7 separate regions of the Mus musculus genome follow, and all the other regions are linked to region 7. A link is a contact called in public Hi-C, HiChIP or PLAC-seq and promoter capture Hi-C data. All regions are on one chromosome and are shown on one strand. The core of a region is the stretch at or near the end of the contact, and the rest is flanking DNA. Distances in the headings are between cores, read along the strand shown.

What was found. HiChIP or PLAC-seq counts read pairs in DNA pulled down with a chosen protein or histone mark. A called contact is a pair of places that touch in the nucleus more often than the background predicts. Capture Hi-C pulls out chosen DNA fragments and counts their contacts.
Region 1: an HNF4G HiChIP or PLAC-seq map of pancreatic cancer cells shows a contact between it and region 7. The contact joins the promoter of Extl3 here to the promoter of Clu in region 7. A contact is called at or near these places in 2 of 115 datasets of contacts at active chromatin or transcription factors (bone marrow-derived macrophages and pancreatic cancer cells).
Region 2: a contact with region 7 is called in a Hi-C map of cortical neurons, with 2.5 times the contacts expected there. The contact joins the enhancer-like site here to the promoter of Clu in region 7. A contact is called at or near these places in 4 of 39 promoter capture datasets (the 3T3-L1 cell line, hippocampal neurons, liver and 1 more), 6 of 484 Hi-C or Micro-C datasets (the N1E-115 cell line, cortical neurons and embryonic stem cells) and 1 of 115 datasets of contacts at active chromatin or transcription factors (epiblast stem cells).
Region 3: a contact with region 7 is called in a CTCF HiChIP or PLAC-seq map of embryonic stem cells, with 12 times the contacts expected there. The contact joins the enhancer-like site here to the promoter of Clu in region 7. A contact is called at or near these places in 3 of 39 promoter capture datasets (the 3T3-L1 cell line, hippocampal neurons and stem cell-derived epiblast-like cells), 1 of 15 datasets of contacts at CTCF or cohesin (embryonic stem cells), 10 of 484 Hi-C or Micro-C datasets (the Ba/F3 cell line, the N1E-115 cell line, cortical neurons and 2 more) and 1 of 9 other capture datasets (embryonic stem cells).
Region 4: a Hi-C map of liver shows a contact between it and region 7, with 2.4 times the contacts expected there. The contact joins the enhancer-like site here to the promoter of Clu in region 7. A contact is called at or near these places in 1 of 39 promoter capture datasets (liver), 3 of 484 Hi-C or Micro-C datasets (cardiomyocytes and liver), 1 of 115 datasets of contacts at active chromatin or transcription factors (embryonic stem cells) and 1 of 9 other capture datasets (adipose tissue).
Region 5: a promoter capture Hi-C map of adipose tissue shows a contact between it and region 7. The contact joins the promoter of Adra1a here to the promoter of Clu in region 7. A contact is called at or near these places in 1 of 115 datasets of contacts at active chromatin or transcription factors (astrocytes) and 1 of 9 other capture datasets (adipose tissue).
Region 6: a contact with region 7 is called in a Hi-C map of cortical neurons, with 8 times the contacts expected there. The contact joins the enhancer-like site here to the promoter of Clu in region 7. A contact is called at or near these places in 9 of 39 promoter capture datasets (the 3T3-L1 cell line, 3T3-L1-derived adipocytes, the C10 cell line and 5 more), 2 of 15 datasets of contacts at CTCF or cohesin (large pre-B cells and pro-B cells), 28 of 484 Hi-C or Micro-C datasets (B cells, the Ba/F3 cell line, CD4 T cells and 17 more), 1 of 115 datasets of contacts at active chromatin or transcription factors (astrocytes) and 2 of 9 other capture datasets (adipose tissue and embryonic stem cells).

The regions. Positions count from the first base shown.
Region 1 is chr14:65,096,578-65,099,708 of GRCm38.p6, reverse strand. It overlaps Extl3 (exostosin-like glycosyltransferase 3), which reads left to right and starts at 1,603. Exons shown (of 7, transcript NM_018788.3): 1 at 1,603-1,712. Gm52119 (a long non-coding RNA gene) reads right to left here and starts at 339. Exons shown (of 3, transcript XR_003951142.1): 1 at 1-339.
Region 2 is chr14:65,341,876-65,344,875 of GRCm38.p6, reverse strand. No RefSeq gene overlaps it. Among named protein-coding and RNA genes, the nearest start is that of Zfp395, 15 kb to the left of the region's middle. Within about 2 kb of position 1,450, at least 394 of the 459 cell types and tissues checked have an H3K27ac peak or open chromatin away from gene starts, as enhancers often do. A contact at or near this core is called in the N1E-115 cell line, cortical neurons, embryonic stem cells and 4 more, where this site is marked.
Region 3 is chr14:65,324,979-65,328,046 of GRCm38.p6, reverse strand. No RefSeq gene overlaps it. Among named protein-coding and RNA genes, the nearest start is that of Gm41178, 27 kb to the right of the region's middle. Within about 2 kb of position 1,281, at least 38 of the 459 cell types and tissues checked have an H3K27ac peak or open chromatin away from gene starts, as enhancers often do. A contact at or near this core is called in embryonic stem cells, where this site is marked.
Region 4 is chr14:65,374,330-65,377,493 of GRCm38.p6, reverse strand. All of the region lies in intron 1 of Zfp395 (zinc finger protein 395), which reads right to left. Among named protein-coding and RNA genes, the nearest start is that of Zfp395, 17 kb to the right of the region's middle. Within about 2 kb of position 1,688, at least 298 of the 459 cell types and tissues checked have an H3K27ac peak or open chromatin away from gene starts, as enhancers often do. A contact at or near this core is called in adipose tissue and liver, where this site is marked.
Region 5 is chr14:66,633,700-66,636,574 of GRCm38.p6, reverse strand. It overlaps Adra1a (adrenergic receptor, alpha 1a), which reads right to left and starts at 1,324. Exons shown (of 4, transcript NM_001271760.1): 1 at 972-1,324.
Region 6 is chr14:66,790,590-66,793,472 of GRCm38.p6, reverse strand. No RefSeq gene overlaps it. Among named protein-coding and RNA genes, the nearest start is that of Gm5464, 77 kb to the left of the region's middle. Within about 2 kb of position 1,497, at least 12 of the 459 cell types and tissues checked have an H3K27ac peak or open chromatin away from gene starts, as enhancers often do. A contact at or near this core is called in cortical neurons, where this site is marked.
Region 7 is chr14:65,967,076-65,970,219 of GRCm38.p6, reverse strand. It overlaps Clu (clusterin), which reads right to left and starts at 1,737. Exons shown (of 9, transcript NM_013492.3): 1 at 1,532-1,737.

The DNA of each region.
Region 1 (3,131 bases), core at 354-2,853, 870 kb after region 7:
AGCAGAGGCAGGCAGATCTTTGTGAGTTTCAGGCCAGCCGGGTCTACATAGTGAGTTCCAAAATAGCCATGTAGAGGGAGACCTCAAAATGTTCTCCCCCAAGTGGAGAGAGGGAGGAGGGAAGGGGGGAAGGGAGAAACTCGTCTATCAGATTGGCCTGTGGGCAAGTCTGGGGCAGACCCAGCCTATTATGCACAGAGCCACCCTTGGGCAGGTGGTCTCTAGTGTAAAAAAGAAAAAAAAAAAAAAAAGAAAAAAAGAAAACTGAGCCAGCCATGGGAAACGAGCCAGTGAACAGCCTAACTTCAAGGCCTCTGTTTCAATTTCTGCCTCCAAGGGCCCTGCCCTGCTTTAAAGTTTATGCTTCAGCTTCTTTCAATAATAAACTGTGACTGGGATGTGTACGCCTAATAAACCCTTTCCTCCCCAAGTTGCTTTTGGTCGTGGTGTTTTATCATAGTTACAAGAGAGTAAAATAGGATAGATGAGGGAAAGAGCGGAGCCTGACTTGGAGATGGGTGGAGAGATCAGGAGATGAGGAGACTGCTCCAGAAAATCAACTGTCAGGGTTTTAAAAATGTTTTGTTTTGCAAAGGGAATGGTTAACTCAGTCTGCCGTGGGAGTGGAATCCTGTTTTCTCAGCCTCCCTGTCCTGAGCACTGGGTCTGGGTGCTCCCAAGAAGGGCAGGTGGAAGGGTCAGCAGCTGTGAAACCATCTCTGGGGTGCAGTTCTCCTTAAAGTAACAGACCACCCAAGCACAGGGATGGAAATGAGCTAACCTAGCTGGGTGTGTCTGGACTCTGTGGAGGAAGCCCTGGGGCAATAGCCTTGTTTTGGGGGACTCAAATAAATACGGAGAAGCAATCTGACTTTAAACTATACTACAATTGTTAATTTTAATAGATGAGTTTGAACTGTTTTCTAAATTAACTCGTGCTACTTTTAAAATTGATCCTATCTCCTCCCTCTTTCCTTCCCTTCTCCTCCTCCCCCCCCCCCCCCCCCCGGTCTCTCTCTGCCTCCTCTGAGCCCTCCCTGCCCCTGCCCCCCCTTCTCTCTATATTCTCTCTGTAGTAGAAGGGTCTTCCCAATTCCCAAACCACAGAGCCTGGCTTTAAAGTATTTAAAAGATACTCCTTTTAGTCCATAACTTGCAAGGTTGATTAATCTGTTTTGCAAAGCCGGGGATTTTTTTTCCCCCTAAGCATCTACTCAGCCCCGCCCTTTATTTGCAGCTAAATATTTAAAAGTGTTTCAGAACTGTGGGTCATTGCTAGCACGGGGTACCACATTTGGGCATGGGCTTATTTTTAGGTTGAGGGTTACCCAGATTAATGGGGCCTCTTCTCCAGGCTCCTGGCCCTTCTCACAATCACTGGCACCCAGCCTGCGCCTGGGATCCAGGAGGGCAGAGCCCACCGCCCCCCTCCGCCTGTGCCTTCGGACGCGTCCGGAAAGTCACGAATGTCTCTGCGCTTTCCTCTCGCTCGGCAGACGCAGGTTCGGCCGTTTCCGGCCCATCTTCGGCAAGTTCCGCCGGCGCGGGTCGGAAATGGCCGCCGGCCGGCAGGGGGAGTGGAGGATCCGGCCGGCAGGGGGAGTGGAGGATCCGGCGCGGCCTGGGAGGCGCGCAGCCGGCGGCCAGAGCGGCTTGTGGGAAGCGGACTTTCACGCAGGCAACGGCGGTGGCTCGTTACTGACTGGAAGCCGGTAGGAGTCCGGGCGGCATGGAAGCCCGAGGACCCGGGCAGGGCTGGAAAGGCTGGTGGGAAGCACCGGGCAGCCTTGAGCTTGCGGCTGTGGCGGGCGGGGGCACGAGCGGCGGTGCCTGGGAGCTGCGGCGGCGGCGCAGCCGGGTAGGCCTGCCCCGCGCGGGGGCCTCGCTCCGCTGGGGCCGGGCACTAGCGGCCCACGGGAACATCTCCCGTGGAAGCGCAGCCTTCAGCTCCCCGCGATCACTCCCACATCTGGCCGCTTCTCCTCGGCACAGCTGCGCGCCGCTGCCCGTCGGGCTCTTCTCTCCAGGTGGCCACTTCCTGCCAGGGGTCCAGGTGTTGCTGTGCTCTGTGTCCTCCCGGGGCCTGGGTGTGCCACAGCTGAGGGATTGGGGGTCCCCGTGACGCCCCACATGGAGTGACTGTTCTGTTGGCGACAGCCCCATGTCAGAGCCCGAGAAGCTGGGCAGCACCGAGTGTTTGCCCTAGTCCATAGTGAGCAGCTGCTTAGCCTCTGTTGAGATATCCACGGCCCTGAGCCCACTGAAAGTCGATGGGTGTCAGCCTCCAGCCTGGATCGCTGCTCTTTAAATTCTCAAGGCCTTTAATAGATCCTCTTCTTTTGGGGAAGAGGAAAGTCAATATGTGATTTAAGAGGTGGCAGTAAGCGGTTCTTCACTTTTGTCTTGTTCTTGTTCCACTTGGAGAGTCTGGCATTTCAAGGCTGGACTTCTTGACCCTCTCTCTTCTACCCTCCCTCCCTTCCCATCCATCCATCCATCCATCCATCCAAGCAGGCTTGGAGGTTCCTGTCTATTGCTCAACAGTTAGCTTTCCCCTCTGACTCAATGACTATAACTCTCTGTAGAGTCTGGGATGGTGGTTCTTCCCTGGGGCATTGATAATCTTGAGTGAAACTAGACTTTCTCAACAGCTTATTCCAGCAGAGGACTTTTATATAAATCGTAATGAAAGAAAAACCACTTTCTTAAACTCTTACTTGGTGTGTTAAACATATCTATTTCCTGTGAGGATTTCCAGATCTTTGCCCGTGGAGAGCCTGAAGAGCCTGAAGAGTTGACGTTAGTCTGAATGCTTTCTGGAGGAGACCTAGAATTGTGGCTATTAAGAATTGTGTGTGGGTGTTTTGTTTTGTTTGGTTGTTGGAGATAGGGTCACGCTGTAGCCCAGGCTGACCTGGAGTTCTTGGTGAGCCTGTTGCTTCAGCCTCTGCAGTGTTGGGATTATAAAGCTGGAGCCACCAAATCCAGACCTAGCATCTTCAGAATCCTTGAGACACCAGTTTGGACACCAAAGGTGAAGGTAGAACTAACAAAAAGCTTTGTGTGTGTGTGTGTGTGTGTGTGTGTGTGTGTGTGTGTTTATTCTCATCCTCACTTTCTAGAAGAAAAAA
Region 2 (3,000 bases), core at 201-2,700, 630 kb after region 7:
TGATGTTCCAAATTAGAGACACTAATGACAGAAAATCACACGTCCTCACACAATAGGGTCAGCGCTTTGGGGGGTGGGGTAATTCAAAAGCCTCCTGTTCCCTTCCTTCTCTATGTTTGTGACTTCTGACTGACTAGAGTCTTTATGTGGTGTGCTTCAAGTCCTCAGATATAAACCGGTTAGGTAGTGGTAATGGATACAGTAGCAAATACCACGTACAGCTACAGTTTCTCCGTGCTTTGTATTTTTCAGATGAATGGAAACTCATTTGAGGAAGGTATTGCCCGGTGTTCGCTAATTTTTGCGAGTTCATTTGTGGAGCACATTAGGTTGTGTGAGCAGCCCTCTGGCTCATCCTAGTTAGAAAAACCAAGCACAAGCTATTGAATTGCCTAGAACAACCCCCAAAGGGCTTATTTGTGTGTATTGTGGCCAGATGCAAGCATGTGAACTACGTGAGGACCAGCAAATGAATCAGTTCCTGGAAAAAAAAAAAAAAGTGGCAGAGACCCACTCAGGAACAAGCACGCAGCAGGCGTCCACCTCTTCGAGCAGCAACACTAGAAACACCGCTCCATAGTCCTATCCTAAAGGATCCAAGAAATTCAGGGCCTAAAAAAACGATGTGCATGCAACCCTTCACCAACCACAGTACTGTGTGTGCAGGGTGGAAGGCGCAAAGGCCAGGAGGAGCTGTGCAGCCACTAGGAACTTGTTTGAAGACTGCGCTGCGCCGGATCATCCAGCTCCTATCCAGGCCCACCGCAGCCCCGGCCCCCAGCCCGTTCCGCTCCCTCAGCTTGGAACTCCGGGCCACGTTTTCGCGCTTGCTCTCCCACCCCCCTCCGCCAACACCGGGTTACTGCTCCCCCGCCAGGAGTAAACAAGCAGCCGGAGCCCGCAGCCAGTAAGCCGGGCCCCTGAGCCCAGTTTCCTGCGCCAGCCCTAGCAACAGGCCCCGCCCCCACGACAGGCCCCGCCCGCATGCCTTCTTCCACTCCCACCCCTCCGTTCCTTCTCTCGCCGGGTCCCGGAGCGCTAGAGGCCCGGAGCCTTCAGCCAGCCTCCTCCCAAGGGACCGCCCCGCCCACGCGGCCCCGCCCACGTGACTCGCGCTATGGGCCGGAGAGAAAAATAAGCTGGGGGCGTGGCCAGATCCCGTCCCGCCCCGCCCCGAGGCCTGCGCGGCCTGGCTCTGCTCCAGCCCGCGAGCCGGGCTGGGCTTCGTGGCGGCGTGTATGCCGCTTCTGTTTCTGCAGGCGCAACGCGCTTTGCTCCATCTTCCCTATAGCCTCTGCTCGGCTGAACCTCTTAAAGTCGCTGCCTGAGCCCCAGAATCGGCCTTTCGGTCCTTAAACGTATACATTCCGGCGGCGTAAACGCGCACCCCTGCGCGGTCAGGGTGGCGCTGGTCGCCCTTTCCTAGAAGGTGAGCGAACTTGAGGTTCAGGACTGAAGAGATCCACTGTCAGACTCCACCTCCTGTTGCTTCTGTCTGGTCTCTTACTGGTCAGTGTCAAATGACTGACCACTCCAAACCTGCAGCCCAGTCTCAGCCCCCGCCTCATCCGGGGACAGCACAACTGCTATAATGGAGCTAGGCATAGCTGGCAAAGAGAGGTGGGAGGCCTTCCCAGCAGTACTTTCTTGTGCCTGTGACAAGAGGAAGGATTGTTCAGGCCAGAATTCCGCAGCCCCTTTCTTCACCTACTTGTTATCTTAGGCAAATCTTTGCTGGATTCCAGAGATAACTTATAACCCGGAGGAGGAGCGACAGTAACTACCTAACAGAGATGATGCACAGAGTAACACCAGTAGATAAGGTGTTCAGAATAGGGATTGGCATCCAAGCTAATAAAAAAAAAAAAAAATCACTCAGGACTGGTCACACACTGTTGTCTTTTTAACGTGCTCCCTGCTAGTACCTGCAGCAGCCTGACAAGGCTTTAGGGGCCTGAAGTCAAGGTTTTTTGGGGGGAAGGATGGAGGAACAAACAGGGGATCTCTTTACAGGCTAAGGCAAATGCATCTTATGGCTAGTAACCCTTGAAATCTTGTGGGATTCAACCCAGACCTTGTTCCTGTTATTGTAGCCGTCCACCACTGAGCTACACCCCCATTCTTCTTTGTACAGATTAGTTTGAGAACTTGTGACTCTCTTTCCCAAACAGCTGAGCTTACAGACTTGAACTACCTGATCCAGCACCGAACACGTTTCTAAGTGGAAGGAATGTGCAGTGAACGATCTGTGGTGCCAAGGAAAGAGGTGTGGATGGTGGGGTCTGGAACAGGACGAAGATGGGAGTCTGAGAAAGAAGCTGGCCATAGACCCAGACAGGACAGGGAGACACTACAAGACCCTGGTCTTTTATTCTGACCCCTCATTCCATAAATTACACAAGTGATAGTGTGCTCAAGTTTCTTCAGATGGAGCCTTTTTGCTCTCTCTCCTTTATCAGGTCTCTCTATTAGCCTCAACTCCATCCTGTGGGTACTGGTGGTTAACAAATGTTTCAATGTGTGTTAAATGAAAACTTATATACATTACCCTCTGGGCCCATAACTTTATCTCCCTTCCTTCTTCCCTCCCTCCCTTCCTCCCTTCCTCCCTTCCTCCCTTCCTCCCTTCCTCCCTTCCTTCCTTCCTTCCTTCCTTCTTTCCTTCTTTTTTTATTTTATGAGGCAGAATTTCTCTGTACCCATACACCCATGCAGTCTCTCACACGTACACATAGAACAGAGATAAATCTTAAACATATTTAAAGGAATTTTTGCTTCCTTATGCAACTCCAGAATTATAGGAAGCCAAGAGAGGTATTACCTGGGGTATACAGCCAGTGAGACTTAGAACCAAGTTTCTGCTTCCCAGCTGACTGTTAGGGCCATCATGCAGGAGTTGGAAGGGAAAATAGTACAAAGGGTGGGAGCTGGAGCTGGGGAGAGTTCGGTGGGTAAGAGTGCACAAGCATGAGCACTGAGTTCAAATCCCAGTGTCTGCCT
Region 3 (3,068 bases), core at 32-2,531, 640 kb after region 7:
GTCATGTGCCTGCTTAATAAAAGAAATATGGAAACATGTGGAGAATCTGGGATCCTGTGAAGAATTCCATCCTAGAGGGTGGGTAGTTGAGATTTATGACTACAACTGAAGATGGACAGAGAGAAATGGGAGGAAGACCACAAACAGAAGAATCAAAACTGGAAAGGACAGACATCAAAATTCACGTGGGAATGGAAACGTGTGTGGTTTAAACATTTGAGACGACACTGGGCTTTATCTGAAGGCTCCAGTTTCATCTTTTTTTTTTTTTTTTATGTCTCTTTAAGAGATTCTGGGCATAGCGTGGTGGCGCACACCTTTAATCCCAACACTTGGGAGGCAGAGACAGGCGAATTTCTGAGTTCGAGGCCAGCCTGGTCTACAAAGTGAGTTCCAGGACAGCCAGTGCTATACAGAGAAACCCTGTCTCGAAAAACAAAAAAAAAACAAAAACAAAAACAAAACAAACCAAAAAAAACCAAAAAACACAAAACCCAACAACAACAAAAGAATTAGAAAAGAGAAAAAAGAAAAAAAGAAAAAATTTAAAATATAAAAAAGAAAAGGAAGAAATTATCTGATAATCCGAAATTTATTTATTTATTTGTTTGTTTTGAGACGGTCTCACTAAGTAACTCTGACTGTCCTAGAATTCACTATGTAGGCCAGGCTGGTAGAGATCTCATGCTGGGACTAAAGGTGTATGCCACTATGCCCAGCTAATTCCAGTTCTTGACAGCAGTCTTCAGCCGCTCTCTGAAAGCCCATGGGAACACCAGATCTAATCCTTCCCACTCCCTGCCACCTTCTCTGCCCTCTAGGCTGTGGGGAGAAATGGGAGGATTTCCAGGCCAAATACTGAATGAGGAGGCCGTGTCCACTCAGGAAGAGTGGCTATGGAGCAACTGTGAGGTGGGAAGAGGTGTTCTTTGGAGTCAAACTCTCAGTCATGACCCAGGCCTGCTGTTAGACAGTCATTGCTTGGGCTTGCTACTCCATCCTAAATTCCGCAACGGTAAGATAAAGGTGCCAGGTCCTCCCTCTGCCCCTCCTTCCTTTCTCCCCCCCCCCCCCCCACTAAGGGTCTTGTGGAAACCAAACCAGAGTAGGCAAGGGCTTCTGAAACCTACAGTTTAACACAGCCTCTCTCTCTCTCTCCTCCTCCTCACCCTCCAGAGGAGCCTCCTGACTACCCCGCAGTTCTCACCCCCTCCCCTTGTCCCTGGGACGTCCAATACACTTGCACACCCAGCAAGATCACCGTCAAACCAACAGCAGCTGCAGGGGAAGGAACGGTTTGTTTGCATTCCAGGGCAGGGTGGTGTGGGAAGGCCTTTCTGAACCACCCTCATTACTTCCCCATTGTTTTCCAAGTGCTGATGCCAGGCACCCGAGAGTCTCTCTCGCCAACCTTCTCTGTATCTCCAAGTCCTGCTGTCGCTTTGAGTCTATATCCTTCTAGCTCCCCGGTCTCGCTCCACCTCTCTGGAGACTCTGTGATGGGCGGTTCTTTGCACATCCCCTCTTTCCAGTTACCCAGGCACCAGAGCCCTCTAAATGCAAGTCTCCTCAGATCGCTTTCCTATCTCACAGTCCCGGATCAACTGTTCAGTACCTAGGGCGAAGCCTTGACTTCCTGGCAGGGCTCAGATTCCTGTTCGGGCTCTTGACTGACTTTCCGGCTCTCTCCCCAACCTCATGGCAGCTCAGACGGGTTTCTATAGAAACCATCAGCTCTCGTGGGCCATCCAAGTCTCCAGAACAACTCATGGCGACTGAGGGGCTTCCTGGAGATGCTCCTTGTTTTCAGCCTTCTCTTCTTTCCTCTTTCCTCTTTCCCTTCCTCTCTTCTTCCTCATCTTCCCCTCCCCCCTTTCCTCCATCTCCTCCTTATGCTCGCTCCGTCTTTCTATCACCCTCCATCCCTCTCCTTCCTCCCCCTTTTCTTTTCTTTTCTTTTCTTTCCTTTCCTTTCCTTTCCTTTCCCTTTCTTTCCCTTTCTTTTCTTTTCTTTTCTTTTCTTTTCTTTTCTTTTCTTTTCTTTTCTCTTCTCTTCTCTTTTCTTTCTTTCTTTCTTTTTTTTTTTTTTTGGTTTTTTGAGACAGGGTTTCTCTGTGTAGCCCTGGCTGTCCTGGAACTCATTCTGTAGACCAGGCTGGCCTCGAACTCAGAAATCTGCCTGCCTCTGCCTCCCAAGTGCTGGGACTAAAGGCGTGTGCCACCACGCCCAGCTCCCCCTTTTCTTCTTACCCTTCTCCTCCCCTCGGCTTTGGCCTTGCTGAGGATTATATCCAGGGCCTTGCACTTGCTTGCACGGAGCTAGCGACCCAAGCCCCTGAAGCCAAGTCAGTCCTGGGCACACCAGGATAACTGACTCTCTGGCTTCTCCCCGGGTCTCTGGCTATTTCACTGGGTCGTTTCTCTCTCTCTCCCCCTTGTACATCCCACACCACCTTCATGGACTCATCCTAGGCTTTCTGCTGGAACAGCCATCCCCATCTGTAGCTCCTCCCAGACTGCTTCGTCAGTCCTCTCTTTCAGCTCTGCTCGAGGTACCCTGTTCAAGCCCATGTGTTGCAACAGCTGCCCTCTCCTCTCCTCAGCTTCTCAGGTTCCTTAAAAGCAAGAAAAGGTTTATTTCTCACAACCAACCAGTTAGGTCCTCTGTATCTGCAGGTTCTGTGTTCTTGGGCTCTAACACACACACACACAGACACACACAGACACACACAGACACACACAGACACACACAGACACACACAGACACACACACACACACACACAGAGCTAGGAAAAGTTATCACAATATTGCTGATATACATCCACCACGCAGCAGCCAGGCCTGCCATGTACTGTCAGTACTGTCCCATCTTGTCATAGTACAAAAGACACAGTTTAACAACTACTCACATTGTTTTAGGAATTGCAAGTCACCTAGAAATGATTTAAAGTCTGTGGGAAAGGGTGGGGTCATAGCTCCCCTGTGCAGCTTGTACATAGACCTTGAGTTCAATCCCCAGCACCAAAAGAAATAAAAATGAATAACTGGGAGGGGCTAGGCATATTAC
Region 4 (3,164 bases), core at 439-2,938, 590 kb after region 7:
TTTTATATGTGTACCATGTCCGTGCCTGGCTCCCACAGAGGTCCGCAGACAATATCTGATCACCTAGAACTGGCGTCCCAGATAGACGCGAGCCAACATATGGAGACTGAAAACAGAACCCAGGATCTCTGCAAGAGCAACAAGTGTCCTTATCCACTGAGCCATCTCTCCCGCCCAAGGCAGGGCCTTAGACAGCACTCAAACTCTGCTCTAAGACTGATTTCATAAGAGGCAGGCCTTATAGTGCAGGCAGGGTTGTGATCCCAGCTAACCGGGAAGTTGAGGCAAGAGGATTCCAAGTTCAAGGCCCGACTAAGCTACACAGTAAGTTCAAGGCAAGCCTGGGGACTTAGTGAGACTCAGTTTCAAAGTTTTTAAAAGATGAAAAGGAGGGGGGGGAGCCAGCATTGAAATAGCATGCACCAAAGCTCTGGGTTCAACCCCTAGCTCTGAACACACACACACACACACACACACACACACACACACACACACACACACAGAGGAAAAGAACGGGCAAAAAGCAGGTAATACATGTATAGGTGCAATCCCTATAGTCCTGAGGAGGCTGAAGCAGGGGAGAACAGCCTAGACAACACAGTAAGAAGATCCTGTTTCAACCAGCAGAAAGTAAATACATACATAACAGAGAGGGAATGTTATGGTTAAACCTGACTGAAACTGGGCTCAAACTCCTCCCCGGAGGAGACAGGGAGATAAAGGAGTGCTGACTTGGCACTCTCCCCAGAGCCAGGCAGGTCTCAGGGGAGGGGACTAGGAGCAGAGTCTCCCCGGGGAGACAGGCCCCAGACAGCTGGCAGCTCTGTGGCTTTTCCCGGCAAGCTTCGGAGCCTGGTGCTGGAGCTCAAAGGGCAAACACTCAGGTGGTTCCCTGTCTACTCTCAATTTAACAGACAATTTGGGGGCTGCTGTTCTTTCCTACCCCAGTAACCCAATAAAACATGGAGGATGGCTCAGGGGAAAAGGTGCCTGTCACCAAGCCCAGGGACCTGAACCACATCCCTGGGTCTCACATGGTAGAAGACTAGAACCACCTCCTGCAGACTAGGCTGTGTTCTGGCCGAACTCCACACGCACATGCGAGGTACAGGCACAGGCACACAGTAAGTGAATGAAAGATCATTTTTAATTTGGAGGGACAGTTGTACCCCTTTTTGCCGTGGAGAAAGCAGGGTCCCTTAAGAAAGCCACTCATTTGCCCAAGATCACCTTAGGAACCCGGTGGGGGAACATTTACAGTCTTGGTGGCTCCTCCTGGGTTTGGTTCTCCCTTCTCCAGGAATTGAGGGGTAGGAAGGGTGACCCAGGAAAGAAGGGGCCTCTGGCGAAAGGAGAGCAGGTGACATTTTCCTCCTTGAAGAGAAGCAGAGCATAGGATATAATTCTTTTTTCTTTCTTCTTTTTCCAAAGAAGTGCTTAGAGCAAGTGCCCTTTAGAACGTGGTCACCATTTGAACGGATTAACCTCAGACCCTGGTGATGCCAAATGAACAGAATGGCTGCTGACGGTGAGCCCACTTGGAAGAGGAGGCTGCAGGGTTCAGACGTCACTCCCTGACATTACCACATTCCCTGACAAGGCCAAATAAACAAGCAGAGGGCTTGGCGGAAGAGGCAAAGTACCTGGCGACGCTCCTGGCTGAAATCAATAGGTCACCCGGCAGCCCTGCACCTTCCCTGTGGCGGAGAACCAGGCTCCGGGTGCCAGCAAATGTGCCGGCGATTCAGGCACCAGGCTGGAGTGTGAGACTTACAACTAACAATGACAAACAGTGTGCGCACATGCAAGGAATACTGTGCCTGCACAGACACTCAACAGGGAGGGTGGAGATCAAGGCACTAACTAAGTACCCCTCAGGAATCAGTGTCCACTCCAGAAGCCACCAGCAACCACCACCTTCAAGTCCGAAGCTCCGCACCTCACCTGTGAGGGTGAGACTGCATCTGCCTCACTGAGCCAATGCCTGCACACTGCGCCAAATCCAGAAGGACCATGTTCCTCTCATGGCCGTGAGGCCCGTGCTAAATAACATAGCAAGTGACTCTGAGCTCTGCACAGCCACTGTCCACCAACAGCCATCTAGGAACTGGCATTGCACCGGGGTACCCGACCAGAACCTGAAATACAACTACTTACTCTCAAGGGAATCCAGAAGCCTACCATGGGTGAGCCACTAATTAACTGGAATCCCAACCAAGCTGACTTCAGCAAGCTAGGGGAAAAGAAATCCAACCTCTTGCTCTTAGAGGCCTCCTGGCCAGCAAACCCCCTGGGGTCAGTCCTCAGTGCATACTCAATGCAAGCCTAGACATTTAGGGAGTCCAGAGAGAGGGAATGTCTGTCTCCCACATGACCAGGCGCCTGTCACCTCTCTTCAGCCACGGTCTGCTCCCCTGCTCACTCCCCTGTGCCTACATCTGTCTTGGGGCCCTGCCCAGGGTGTTCAAGGCTGACTGCCAAACTTCCCCGGGGTGTGGCCTGGCCAGCCTCGTGGAGCAGATCCGGCCCACACTGGCGCTAGGACGCACTTGAGCACTGACTCACCAGAAACCTGGGGCCAGCAGTACCACTGAGCAAAGCCCCAGACCCTAGCCATCTGCTGACACGGCTGTGTCAGGGCCTAGGTCCTGAAGACAATGCTAAGTGGAGGAAGAAGACAAGGATGGTTCCAACCCTGCCCAGAGTAGAGGCACAGGCGCGCGCACACACACACACCTATGACCTAAGAGCACAGGTGCTCATGGCTACTTCATTAGAACGGTTGGTTACAACATCAACAGACAAGCACGGAATAGGAAACTTGACACACAAACCACAGTCTTTCAGAGGCTATGTTCAGGACCAGTCCAATAGCTTTGCTGATTCAGCTACCCAAGCTCCAGTAACTCGATGTGCAGTTCGAAATTTGTACTTCATTTAATCCTCCTAGATAATTCACAAGATATGTGCCCTGGCCATCCCCATTTCCCAGATAAGCAAACTGAGCCCCAGTGAGTTTGAGCAATTTTCCAGAACCACAGACACAGAAATGACAGCTCTCAGCTGGGAGTTCAGATGATCTGATTCCAAGAGGCCTGAACTCTCAGGACAGCCAAGATGGTCACTCACAAATGAGCAGAGGCCAGGCTGCCTAGGCGGGATGA
Region 5 (2,875 bases), core at 75-2,574, 670 kb before region 7:
GAAACGCCCCCTTCCTGCATCACCACCTCAGCTCCACATGCTCGACTGCAGCTGCGGTTGTCGCACAGAGGCAAGCCGGTAGAATCTCAGGGGTGGTGTGGGGATCCTCCGTGTCTCCCTTAGAACAGGTTGCACCATAGTCACCTGGAGAGGGCGGTCTGGGAGTGCGAACCTCGGAGAGCACGGAACCGCAGGGCCGCGCGTACGCTTTCTCCCGCGGAATTTGCGCTCGTGGGAGCAGAGCGCGCGGGTCTGCCTACCAGCCAAGTCACCCTCGAGAAAGAGCTAGGTTCCCAGCAAAGCCAATTCCCAGAGCTAAACAGGGCCCGGATGGATTCAGGCAGGATCTTCAAGGGGCGACCGCTGTAGGGATTCCAGTCTCAAGCCACACCCGGGCTTTCTGGGAGACCTGGGTGGGAGCGCATTATTCCTCGGACCAGGCTTTGTGAGTAGCAGTCACTGCGGATTCCCTAAGGGACTTAAAAAAAAAAAATCAAGTCCCCATGCCAGCAGTCGGGGAAGCCTGGGATTTTCTGGGCTAGGGTTCACGATCTGCCTAAATAACCCGATTTCTACACTGCAAAAGGACCAGACCAGGAGATGTAAGACAGAGGTTTGGGGCTTCGGGACCTGCATACTTTGTCTTTTGGGGTACAGCCCTAAGACTGAGATCTCAGGAGCAGGCTGCTGTGAAAACAATCACAAGTTCAAGCCCTCACAGGTGATAACCAAACCACACCAACACTGCGGAACCCGCTTTCTCCCACTTGGGGTCTATATATGGGTTAAAATGACACTTGTTAACTAGAAGGTAACTTCCCATGGCAAATCAGGGAAACCTGGTGGTTTGGGGTGCTGGTTTCAAAGCCAGTCCCAAAGCGGAGAATCGAGGCTAAGTCCAGGGGCACACCAGCCCACCCCACAACTCGGCCCTGCGGGATGCCGGCGCTCCGCACCGCTGCGCTACTCACCTGCTGCGCGGCTGCGGAGGCCCTGGCGCCAGGAGAAGCGGACCTTCAGTCCTCGCAGAGCCCTCTGGTTCTCTGCAGGAGAACAGGGTCTCCAAAGACCAAGACCCAGTCCTTAGCACCCGCTGACTCACCCCACCACTGCTGAGCCCTCAAACTCCGGGCTCGCTTCTTGCTTCTCCTGGATATTTTAAAATAAAGACTGAAAACAGAGAAAAGAAATGACAAATACAGCGATCCAATAACTCCACGATCACCAGTTTGATATTCAGTTCCTGGACACAGAAAAGAGCGGCTCGGAACTTTGCAGCTCGGGTTGACGTAGTACAGGCAGGCTGTAGCCTAGCGAGTACCGTAATCTCCAGCTGTTACCGTATTCCTCTGCAGCAACCCGCACATTTCGTAAAATTCGGGGTTACTGTCCTTCTCCTTCTTATTTAAAAAGTGGATTTCGTCTCTCTCCCTTCCTGTTTCTCTGTCCCATTTCGATCTCTACTTCCCGTTTACCCCTTCCTCTTTTTTACCCTCATCCCTCCACGCTTGATACTGATCCCCCTCCCTCTCCTTCCCTTCTCTGGGTTTCCCCTATCAATAGGCTGATAAATACATTAAAGAACAAAACCAAATAAAAAACCAACCAACCAAAAGCAGACTCCCTTCCAAGTTCTTACTGAATAGATAATGTGCTCACGGAAATTCCCCAAAGGTTACTTTGAAAAGTTTAGTCCAACTCCCGGCCCGGTTTATTTCAGTCAAGAAGTCGCCTGGCAATGGTGGTAGTGGCATGCCTTTAATCCCAGCACTTGGGAGGCAGAGTTCAAGGCCAGTCTGGTCTACAGAGTGAGTTCCAGGATAGCCAGGACTATACAGAGATACCCTGTCTCGAAAAACCACAACCACAACCACAACCAAAACCAAAAAAAAAAAAAAAAAAAAAAAAAAGGAAGTGTGTGGCTGGTGGTGGCAAATGTGTAGGTGCTTGACATTATTTGCAGATGTTTAAAAAGTACACAAGCCCAGAGAAAGCTCCTTAGACTTGGTTGCAGTAGTTCAAGGAAAATAAAGTCTTTTAAAATATGACCCACCTTTCATTTGGTTACACGGAGTTTTAAAAACTATATGCTCTCAAGGCAATCTCTCCCTCAACCAGTGTCTATAAGTGCACTTGTTTCCAGTTCTCAAAAGAAAATATAACCTTGGAGAAGAGTTTCTTCTCTTTTGTTACTTTTTTTTTTAAACTTGTTTGAGTGGAAAACGTACACAACCAATTTTATTATTTATCTCGTCTGGACAAATTCCACGCTCTGGTTAACTTAGGACTTCGTGAAGTCAAAAGAACTTCAGAGAATTAAGAACAAACAAGAATTTTCCCATTCTGGCTCCCGTTTCCTATGTCTTTCATTGTTATTGACTCGGACAGAGGATGAGTGTTCCAAACACTTGCTAGAATCCCTTAAATCTTGCGATGCTGAGCTAACCTTGGGAGCATGGGGCTACAGCTGCATGTAGCAGGTACAGTCTTCTCTTGCATGTATATATGAAACAATAACTTAGATCACAAAAGCCCTATATTTCTGCTCCCTTTCCTGAACAAACTTGTGTTAGCATTACTCATTTTCCAAAAAAAGATGTTTAGAGAATTTTTTTAATTCGATATTTTCTTCATTTACATTTCAAATGCTATCTCCTTTTCTAGTTTCCTCTCCGAAAGTACCCTATACCCTCCCCAGCCCCACTCCCCAACCCACCCACTCCTGCTTCCTGGCCCTGACATTCCCCTGTAATGGGGCATATAATCTTTGCAAGACCAAGGGCCTCTCCTCCCATTGATGGCCTACTAGGCCATCCTCTGCTACATATGCAACTAGAGACAGGAGATCTGGGGGTACTGGTTAGTTCATATTGTT
Region 6 (2,883 bases), core at 248-2,747, 820 kb before region 7:
GAGTGATATTATTAGGAGTCATGGCCTTATTGGAGTAAGTGTGGCCTTGTTTGAGAAAGTGTCACTGTAGGGGTGGGCTCTGAGACACTTCTTCTAGCTTCTAGTCTTCCCCAAGCAGCCTTCAGATGAAGATGTAGAACTCTCAGTTCCTCCTGCACCATGCCTGCCTGGATGCTGTCATGTTCCTGCCTTGATGATACTGGACTGAACCTGTAAGCCAGCCCCAATTAAACGCTGTCCTTTATAAGAGTTCCCTTGGTCCTGGTGTCAATCACAACAATGGAAACCCTAACGGAGACAGTGTGGATGGGCATGGGCTCTGTGGCAGTGCATGGATGTGCAAACCCAAGAGGCTAGAGTGGGCCACTCGCTATACTATGCCAGTGAAAGAGATGTGTAATGGAAGAAGCCAGGTTAGGAGATCTATTGCTGTGGTCACTGTGGGAAGAGGAACGCATCTAGAAGTTCAGCGTTGCCCCAAGTCTCTCATGAAGGTTCTTGAGGTTTAAACTTAGAAGAAGAATTGGGGGAAGGGGCAAGAGGTGTGTATGGTCACCGTCATGCATTGTCTGCCTGGCCACTGTTCCAGTTCAGGTTCTTCAGAATGGTTGAAAGGAGTCCTGATATTTATCATCACGTAGGGGGATCAGTCTGGCTCTTAGGAGATGTTTATTTCAGGATGCAGGCTTGCTCTACTTGATGGTTGTTCTCTGGGAAGTTGTAAGGAGCAGTCTGTCCTGAGAGGTTCAAGGTGACTGAACGTTTAGGATAATAACTGACCCCTGTTTTCAGACTGGAAGGGGGGTGAAGTGAGGCTAGACAGACAGTCCTTAAGTGATTGACATATCCATGTGCAGAGCTATACAGGTAGCCCGAGAGTAGAGGAGTCAGACACTGGATTGCACCCCGCATTTGGTTACCTGATGAGGAGTCAATGCTTTGTAGCAAAAACCGGTCTATGTTCTTGCTCACTGCTAGCCTAGCTCTGAGCTGAGGGTGCAGGATGCTCACGGAAGCTCTCAGCTTTGCCTTCTGAAGGGCGGCGGCCATGTGAGGTCCAGATGAGTTGGCTTATAAAATGTTCCAGGACGCATGCCAGACATAGGAAGTTTCCAGGGGATATCATTAGCCTTTGCTCTCCAGGTCTAGTGGGTGTTTAGCAGTCACATGATCTCATTCTATTTTATATGTGACTATCAGATCCTTGAGGACAGAAACACGTTTTATTCCTTGCCCGAAAGCACTTAACAGTTTCTTCCACTAACAGGTGCTAAGTGTCCAGGGGTTTACCTTATAAAACAGTGTGCTATCGAAAAACAGAAATACTGGCACTTCCCGGGTTTCCAGAATGAGCATCTTAGCCCTCAAGGTCATCCGGAGAACAACAGCCCTTTGCCTGGTGCCTTTAATTTCACTTTCACAGAGACCTGGTGGACAGAAGTGAGAGGTGTTGATTAGGGAATTCAGAACGAATGGCCCTTGGCTGTGCAGTGTGTGCCATTTGCCTGTAGATGGCGGCATTGCACGAGCCTGAGAGGAAGACAGCCAGCGCGCATGAGATTTCCGCTGCTCTGGGGCCAGCAGCTCCTAGCTGTGGGATCAAACAAACAAACAAACAAACAAAACAAACCACCACCACCAACAAAACAAAACAAAAAACTGGCGTTCAGGGACCTTGTTTGATCCAGAACTGGGTTGTACAGCTAAGAAGTCATCGAATGCATCAAGCCGTTTGGCTCAGAGTCTCAACTTGTTCTCTTAACAGGATGCATGCAATGCTACTAAGAATTTAAATGTAGGTGGGAAGGGGGGATTGGGATGGAGCCAAGAAAGGGAACAACATGATCAAAAATATATGGTTAAAAAAATTGTTAAGTGGCAAAAATGGTTAAGAACTGGTGATGTCCTGTGGCCACATATTCTCTCTCCCCTCCTTCCTTCCCTCTCTCCCACCTTCCTCTCCCCTCCTTCCCCCCCCCCGTCCCCTTCCCCTCCCCTTCCCAGTCTCCCCTCCCTCTCCTCCTTTCTCAGTCTTCCTCCTTAGTATCCCCCTTCTCTTCCTCTGTCTCCTCTCTTCCCCCTCTCCCTCCTTATTCTTTTTCCCCACCCCTCTCCTTCCTCCTCTTCCCTCCCAGTATTTTTCCGGTTCTTTTGAGCTGCACTGGGTCTTCACGCTTGTGTGGCAAATGATTAACCAATGAGCCGTCTCTTTTGTCTCGTAATGTATTTAATTTTTTTTCTTGGTCACCTAGCTGAGGAAGTTTGTTTGTTTTGGTTTTTTTTTGTTTTTTTTTTTTAAGTAAATTACTGTGTCTCATTTCTTTGAACAGTATGATTTTGAAATGAGGGTAGGTAAGGGTTTTTTGTCTTAAGAGAGTGGAGCATGTACATTTTAATGCACTAATAGTAAATGTCCTTTCAGATTTATCCATATCTCATATTTTAATGTTATTATAAGTTCCATTGTATACATAATCTTATGGATTAATGTTTACAACATAGTGCTATTTAATTAAAATTTTTTTTTTTTACATTTTATGTTTTGAAGAGTTATTTTATAAATATGAATCTTTTTTTTTTTGCCTGCATGTAATGCCTGTGGCTGCCAGAAGAGGGAGTCAGTTCCCCTGCACTGAAGGTAAGGCGGTTGTGAGCTGCAATTTTGAGGTTGGGAACCAAACCCAGGTCCTCTGAAGAAGAATCAAATGTTCTTTTTGGTTTGTTTGCTTCTTACGAGACAGGATTTTTCTGTGCTGCCCTGAAATTTTCTCTGTAGACCAGACTGGGTTTGAACTCACAGTGATCTGCTGAAGCAAATGTTCTTAATCATTGAGCTAGCTCCTTAACACCCTTATTTATTTGTGGTGTGTGTGTGTGTGTGTG
Region 7 (3,144 bases), core at 488-2,987:
AAGATGAGCTACAGGGAGCAGGGAGCTTGGGGCTTGCCAAAGGAGACCTGGGGTCTGGAGAGCCACCAAGTTCCCAAATAAGAAAGGGAGGGTTGCTTGCTCTTCAGCCTGGGCCCTTCTAGAGAATGCCAACGCCCAGACACCTGCCAGGCTCCCCAAGACACACTGCAAGCCAGTAGCCAACCCCCACCCCCACTCTCCACCCCCCAGGAAGAATGCAGCCCTCTGAAACCTCATTTTAATATTCTTTCCTTGACAATAAAAAGTCCTAAATCTCTCGGCCTTGGTTTCTTTATCTGTAAAATGGACCTGATACAGACCTCAAAGAAGCGATCCTCTATTCAGTAAAGCTAAGAACAGACTCCCTCTAGGTCTGCTGGTAATATGGACTCCGGGTCAGAATCTGCTAGTCTCCCAAGTTTCCCGGCGCTGTGGTGTTGTTGTTCCAAGGACAACGCTGCTCAGTTCAGCCCGCTGCCTTCCCTCTACACTGACTTACTTCCTGTCTTCTTTTGGAGGCTGGCCTACTGCCTGGCTGCCAACTACCCTGGGTGCATCAGCCCCACCAGGGCCAAGGACCTCCTTATCTAGTAGGAAAACATAGCCTCTCCCATTGTGGCGTATTTTCTCCATTTTTTTCCAATGCATTTTTATAAACCATCCCTTCATAGGTCCTGTTTTTAAATATTTTTAAAAGTCACACATTTGCTGCTGCCTAATATTCCATTGATTGACTACCATTTGCAGTTTGTTTTACTATTCTCACAGGGTCGGGCACTAAATTGTATGATCCTGTTAAGAGAACTTGTATAGACTCTTGAATTCCTAACTTCTTCCTTTAAAAACAGCACCAGCACCATTTTTAAAACTGGGCCCAGAAATTCTGGAAAAGCCAAAGGGCTTCAGTTTCTTATTCATATAACGTTTGGAGGCTGAGCCTCTAATGGTCTCCAGGCCTCAGATTACCATCTATAAAGTGATCCGGTGGGATCAGACGTCTCGGCCTGGTGGAGCATTTCTCTAAAGAACTGGATGAATGCAGTCAGCTCAGCAAAACGGGTCTGGATGTCTGCAGCACGTCTTTAAATACACAACATCTTATTTATTATGCGCTGTCCCAGGAACTGAAAGGGAGGTCCAAATGCAATGACTCATGCCCAAAAGACAACAGCCACTACAGAGATCCGCACCTAGTCGCGGCGCTGAGCCACTCGCACCCCTGCGCCTCCCGCATCGTACGGCAGGCTTCAAGCCTCAGTTTCCCCATTTTTGCAAAAGGAAGATCTTTGTATGTGGCCTATTGAACAGCTGTGAAATTGTGATCCGGATTAAAGAACACGGAGACTCCCGTGTCTGAGCCAGCGTGCACCCCCTACCCAACCCCATGCTCGGCTGTCTGGTGATGGGGCTCTAGTCACCTCCCACTTCCCCACGGCTGCGCCAGCTTTCCACCTAGCTGCTACCCTTGCCCTCCCATCCCTGCCGGTGTGGCTTCAGCGGCGCTGGGGTAGGAAAGGTGCAGCTGTCTCACCGGTCTGCGGCTTGGCTCCAGTGCGCTCCTCCTGGTGACGCGGGTGGTGAGCACCGGGGAAGCGCCCTATTTATAGCGCTCTGCTCAAGTACACCCCCTTTGGGGCTGGCTGCAAACCTGCGTGACTCACGCCCAGAGAATGCCGGAGAATGCACCAGGAGCTTTCTGGAAGCCTAGAGGTGGGGGTAAGAGGCGCAGCACCCAGCGGGGGGCACCAGGGGGCGCATGGGCATCACAAATGACCGCATTGGTTGCTGTAGGGCCCCTAAATTGGTGGCTCTAATCCCTGAGAGCTACCAAAAACCTCTCAATCAGGCCCCAACAGAAGAGTCTTAGAGGACAAGGAATCCACACACTACACTGGCCTGCTTCCAGCCCAGAACTGGCACAGGATTCCACCGCCCGACGCCCACCTTATTGCATGTTCATCTTCCACATCCTTCCACATCGTTCACTCCTTTTCTTTGCTCCCATTTTAATGGGAGAGTAACAGAAACATAGAAGATGGCGTAGGCATTGTGCTAGGGAAGAGTATACACGAAGTACTTGGCTCCCTAAACGCTGCACTGGGCTGCTTGCTGGTCCCTTGGCAGACAGATGGAGGAAACAGAAGCGGGTTAAGAATGAGACAATGATACATCAGTAATCCCGAAGGCCTCTGCTGTCCCTGAATTCGTAAAGCCTAAGCATGGCTCCCACGCACTTGGGACCCAGTCAAGCAGGGTGGGCTTCACTGCCTCTGGACCTAGGACCCTCACACCTGTTTTCAAGTATACTACCCCATTTTCTTAGGTGATAGAGCCAATGGTAAGGTGTCTATGTTTCTGTAAATAACTGCTCACCGCATGCTCCTGTGGGCAACACTAATGAAATTTATGAGAGGAAGAGAGAGAGAAGAGATAATGGGAGGAAGAAGAGGACAAAGAGGACACGAAAGAGAAATGAAGGAGGGGAATATATATATATGACTATGCCATTCTTAAACTCATTATGTATAATTAATATATACTAATTCAATTTTTTAAACAAAAACTACTTTGTCCCAGACTTGGAACTCACACTGGTTTCTGAACAAGGAGCCTATGGTGGAAGTTCTCCGTGGAGCCCTGCTGCTGAGTAGCTGGGTCTGTGACCAGAGGTGCTGAGAGGCACCCTAGCTGCTTTTTGCTGAGAACAGGGACACCTGTTATGGGCATCTCTGGGAAGAAGGGACAACCTAGAAGCCCCCACCATGCTACTTCTCGGGGGAGAAGCTGAGCTTCCCACTCTGAACCCTGGAACATCCGTGTATCAAATCCCAGCACTCGGGAGGCAGAGGCAGGCGGATTTCTGAGTTCGAGGCCAGCCTGGTCTACAAAGTTAAGTTCCAGGACAGCCAGAGCTACACAGAGAAGCCCTGTCTCGAAAAACCGAGAGAGAGAGAGAGAGAGAGAGAGAGAGAGAGAGAGAGAGAGAGAGAGAGAGCCTGGCATCCCCCTCAAGCTGTCGAGGAACCAATGTAGGTAACACAGTTTGGGTGGCAGGCCTTGAAAACTATGTAAAAGAAACAGACTTGAAGGAGAAATGTGTGGTCGAGGTCTGTTTCCCGTTCAGATCTTTAAAGGAGCAGCCAT